2 separate regions of the Hermetia illucens genome follow, and region 1 is linked to region 2. A link is a contact called in public Hi-C data. All regions are on one chromosome and are shown on one strand. Each heading gives the region's core, a stretch centred on a gene start, on an enhancer-like site or on the middle of the called end of the contact. The rest is flanking DNA. Distances are from core to core; before and after follow the strand shown. Region 1 holds the start of LOC119646865 (nucleolar transcription factor 1-like). Region 2 holds the start of LOC119656067 (actin-related protein 2/3 complex subunit 5).

What was found. A called contact is a pair of places that touch in the nucleus more often than the background predicts.
Region 1: a contact with region 2 is called in a Hi-C map of whole body, with 7 times the contacts expected there. The contact joins the promoter of LOC119646865 here to the promoter of LOC119656067 in region 2. A contact is called at or near these places in 2 of 2 Hi-C or Micro-C datasets (an unstated tissue and whole body).

What each region holds. Positions count from the first base shown.
Region 1 is chr1:143,471,703-143,474,402 of iHerIll2.2.curated.20191125, forward strand. It overlaps LOC119646865 (nucleolar transcription factor 1-like), which reads right to left and starts at 1,356. Exons shown (of 11, transcript XM_038047490.1): 1 at 1,112-1,356; 2 at 1,024-1,053. The coding sequence starts at 1,148.
Region 2 is chr1:143,300,955-143,303,654 of iHerIll2.2.curated.20191125, forward strand. LOC119656067 (actin-related protein 2/3 complex subunit 5) reads right to left here and starts at 1,434. Exons shown (of 3, transcript XM_038062348.1): 1 at 1,213-1,434; 2 at 1,031-1,103; 3 at 470-961. The coding sequence starts at 1,352. The coding sequence ends at 719.

The DNA of each region.
Region 1 (2,700 bases), core at 106-2,605, 170 kb after region 2:
GGATTTCACCGCGGACGAAAGCTAAGCTCTGGAAAGTGAGAAGCCGAGACCTATCAGTCTGGTTCAATGGGGATATTGCCAAGTATGGAACAGCAGACAAGAAAGCACGACCAAGTCGAGTTTCTGTCGCAATATCCATTGGAAAAGAGGACGAAAAGCACCACTTTTTCTACATCGCATTCCTTGATCTAGAGAAGTCTTTCGACTGTGCGTCAAGCCCATATGCATCATCAAGGAGATCCCGGTCGTTTCGCTCGAAACGACTCACCATAGGGTCAAAGCTCTTTTTGTTGTACAAGATAATGATCTCGGCAGTCCTCATGCGTTGTTCGGAGACTTGGATTCTTCCCATGAAAAATTGCGAACTCTTGGCCGCGCTGGAGAGAAGTCTCCGAAAAATCTTTGGCTCATAACCCCGAAATCTATGAGCGATATCATGGCCGTCTGGTTGTGGATAAAATCCGGCCCAATAGGTTGAGGTGAGTTGGTCACTTAATTCGTACGGACGAGGATGATCCAGCCCCAAAGACAAGGCAGACCCTGCCTGAGATGGAGCGATGGCGTAGGCCAGGCAACTTTTAGGGATATCGAATTGGTGGACCTCAACGAAAAACCGGGATGTCCAGAGTTCCTTATTAAGGCAGGCATAGACCGGACACTGGCTGCCACGCCGTTGATGATTATGATAGGACTTAAGAATTTATAAACATCCATAAATTAGTCTTCAAATTCAGTTAAGATATTTTTTAATAAAGAGGAGATAAATTCTACTTCTACGCCTTATCCTTGGCCGATCTTTTAAAAGAACGCAATTCGCTGAACACAACTTTAGTTCTTTCGTATGACAAAATATCTTCACTGTGGAGCATTTCAAACAACTCAATATTATCAGTTTGGGACTAATAACCTCCAAAGATACAGCGAGATATTGGGAAATGGAATCCCTCCACGTTTTGGCGCGAGTGTCTCACCCACTTTGTCAACACATTAACCACCCTCCCAGTTAATATAAGAATCACTTACCACTTTCGCTCTCACTCTGCTCGTATGACGCTGAAAAAAAAACACCATTGAAACGACATGAAAAGGATTTAAACATCTTTTTCCTCACCAGCGGGCACAGAAATAGATTTCGAGCGTTGTCGCATTTTGAGGTTAAGACGCTTTTCAATGGCACTTCAGAACACAATTCACACGGCTGCGGACTGCACTTGCACCGACAATTCAACTTTACAGCACTTTGAAATTACTGAAATTTACACCAATTTAAAATCGGGACGTTTTACACAAATCAAATTTGACGCCGTCACATGCAACACTCCCCACGCGTTCCGCTGATGCCTGTTATCAATACAACTGTCTACCCTCCGGCAAGCAACCAATGACAAAATAGCAAATGGGGATATGTCAAGAAAGCGCCATCTACACGCCAACACGTTGACTAGAGTGCCTTAAATCCTTTAAAGGAAAAATTAGACTTTTCGAAATTCTAATTTTACTATTTAAATTGATTGTATGTATTTAATCGGCGATTTGATATATGCATGCGTAGGCATGCAACAATTTTTTTCGTTTATGTGAAATACGATGAAAAACATGATATGACACCAGACTATTATTATTCAAACTATACAAACATTACGTTCGAAATAACGGAATGCATGAAAATATTTCATTTGAATGCTGTCCTAATCTGGCACTACAAACCGGCGTTTCGACAAAAAAATTGAAATTTTTGGTTAGAAATTCTACTGCAACTGGAATATTGATCAGAAACAGGAGTAGACACGACATGTTGAATAACCACTCTTCAATTCAAGTCTCTTCATCACAATAATTACATAAATCCGCTTCTCTTTTTTTACAAACGGGGTTTTATTTAGCTTATATGAGTCCTTATTTCGGAAACTACTTACCGCGTCTATCAAGAGTTTTTATGCTTTTATAGAAGTTTCTTATAATTAAAGGCCATTTTTAAGGTTTTGCTTGTGAAACAACATCCAGAGAGTAACATCATTCTACGTTGAGTTTAAGGGGGGTTCCTTATACACGCAAAAGTTAGGTGTAAATTTTTTTCACTGAATATAGTCATGTGTTCCCTATATTTACTTCAGATTCGAATTTGTCTTTGTGTTTATGATTCGCAAGACCCATTTGTTTCTATTGTTATGGAGAACTAGATTTTTGGATGTATCTTGTTGTCTTCCGTTATAACTTTATCCTTTTCTACTACGGCGAACACTTCGCCGATATATCGCGGCCATATTCTTGGCATTATTCCTTTTTCTTCGATGCTTGATTCGATGTACGTCATGGATATCTCCGTAACAAATGGTGACAGTGGACTCCCCATCGAAGACCCAGATGTGGTTTTGTAGAATTTCCTTCTAAAGATGAAGTAATTTTCATTCATGCCGCTGCTGCTTCTAATTGGTATATTGTTTGCTTCACTGGTATATTCGAGCATTTCTTTGTAAAAGGTGCTGAAAGCAGCCCGGACCGCCATGTAAAATAAGCAGGAATACGGACGTACTCTTCCACTGTATAGGATGCGATCACTTGGGCTATGGGACATTAGAATGAGTTACGGAGAGTTTTCAATGAGAAGGAGCAGCGGATTTAGACTTTTCCTTGGGTCTTCTTTTTACATCCTGTCTATACCTATTATAAAGCACTCTGATGGCTCTCACCATGTTTCCA
Region 2 (2,700 bases), core at 184-2,683:
ATTCCCTCCGCCGAAGCTGCAGGGAGGAGGGAGAAACCCTCTGGTCCTTTCTGTGCGATTGTCCAGCTCTAACTAGAGCCAGGCTACATAAACTAGTCAAGGATCTTAAGGAGGTTTTTAGTTGCCTGATGGGAGAGCTATTCTTCGTGAATGCTGGGTGCTGGCCCTCAAGATCTGAGCCGGCTGGAACCGTCATGGTTTTAGGAGTGCATCTGTTTTAGTTCTACAACTCCAACAAATAAAAAAATAAAAAAAAACTCCCTTAGTGGTATCTCCATACACGTTTTCGTAATAAGAGTCGTCAATTTACTTTCACAGTTACTTGTGTTTATAACAGCACCGAGGAATTTATTCCCCGCTGTACTCCATTATGAGCCTTTTATTCACTCCTTAAAACGATCCTCCCCAGCAACAATACCTGTTGTTATGAGATAAATCATTTCCAAATCAAATCACAGCAAATCCGTACTTTCTAATTTAAATAGTTTTTTATTCAAAAATATAATGTTCGAAATAATAATAGGCAAAGGACGCGAATCACTACCGTTTCTACAGAATCATTTTTCAAATGCTAATTCGCACCCCTTCCGCCCTGAAAACAAACAAAACGACACTTTTGACTGGATATAAAATCGGGTGAGAACGACATGCACTTGCAAAAACTGGAAATGTTCGAAGTTTCGATTTGTTTTTTTGGCTGATATTTCCCTCTTAAAACCTAGGCCCTATTGGTATCGGATAAAACGCGCACTATACACCCTACTCCTCCCTTTGCGAACGCTTTCTCGTGCCACTGGAGCAGGTGACCACTGGATCCTTCCGAGGGTATTTCGAACCCTCGGTAGATGTATTTCATGAGCACGTCGAGCAGATCCCGTTCCTCCAGAGCGTCCACGATAGGCTCCATTTGCGAAGATTTGATAGAGAGCAGAACTCGAAGTGTGATATTCAAAGCGTTATCCTGGAATGAAAATGAAACCCAGGCATGAACTAATTGGCAAGAGACCAGATATCATGAGGATATTCTTACTTTTATCTGTTGATTCTTGCAGCCCAGGGGAGCATTTTGGAGCACAGCCAGGAGAGCTTCTGAATGCTTTCCCGTAGAGATAAGTTGGTTAAGGGAAATGTACCTACATTGTATAATGTAATCCACACCAACAAAAGAACTAAATCTAGTAAAAGCAAATACACTTTCGTTGAAAAGGATATTGGTTAAGTAGTGAAGTGATTTCACTTTCATCAGGCCCAACGTTGCCACTCGAATCTAGTTCGTCCTCTCGGAAGTTGTCCTCGTTGTACTGATCCACATCGATCTTTCGAAATGCTGAGCTTGACGTATTTTTGGCCATTTTTAGATAAATTCCGGCGAACCGCTACACCCTTCCGATCAGTCTAATCACAAAAATGATTCACTTGCCTAATGTCAAATTTTCTTATTGACAGACCAATATTTCTTGCTATTATATACATTAAACTGTCAATGTACCCACGAGCTTTCCGAAGGCTTGGCAAATAGCCGTTAAATTGTGAAGCCAGCGGAAGTTTATTAAATATGTAAGTTTCTGAATGTTGATGGCATTTGAATATAATTTGAATACATATTTAGGGTCTTAACATTCGTTACAGGTAAAAATAGATTGTGATGTGTTTGTCAAATATGCCTTTTCATTTTCGAGTGATTTTAAGAAATCTTTCAAATTAATTTTTCTATGGGACTAGTGACGCATTCTCCAAAATAAAAAAATCAGAAATGTAATTAATACACTTACAATAAAATGCAGGAATATAATTCTTTTGTAGATTTTAGTACTTCAGTCCACTTTAAGGAAACTGCCATTATCGGATATCTGCCATTTGTGAAGAGCAGACATTTTTGCTAATCAAACGCATGCTCGTTTAAGTCGAATCGCATTCTAGAAGGAAAAAACTTTTGTATCCTGTGAAAAGAATAGGAATCTAAAAAAATAATATAACTCTTAAGTCTGGTTATGAAAGGAGGAGGGATGGATAGCTTCAATCTGAATGACTGTGAACTACGACTGCGTCTCATAATTCAGGAACTTTGTAACTTTGCGGATTACTCACACTGAGGAAGCTGACATCACAGCAGGCATCTAGGTATAAAAGGTAAATCCGTTAATAGAGGAGAAGAAGAAATCTCAGGTCCTGTACGCAAGGAGCCAGCGGATTTTCTTCAGATCACTCAACAAAACCCAATAGAGTGTCCAGGCAGTACGATTTTCGGTAACGGAAGCAAACGAATATTGGGGTGGTCTTATGGGGTTATGTGGAAAGGTAGGCCATGTTGGGTTTCAAAGACAATGAGGCAGCAGAAGAACTAGCTAAGAACGGAGCAGGGACGCCTTTACACGGGCCAGAATCCTTCTGTGAAATCAGAAACGAGTTCATGGCTATTACATTAAAAATGAAGAGGAAGGGAACTATACTGGGCGGGCATATAAGGAATGGAGCAGTCCAGGGTGCTTATTTGGGGATACAAACCCAAGCGGACAAAGAATTGCTTAAAACTCACCAAAAAGAACCTGCGAATCATAGTAGGCGTTCTCACTGGTCACTGTCGGCTAAAATATCACCTACGGAAGCTAGGGGTATCCACCGACAATGCTTGCAGGTCCTGTGCGAAGTGTGATGAAACCTCAATATACGTTGTGGGAGAACACTTAATACCAGATGCAA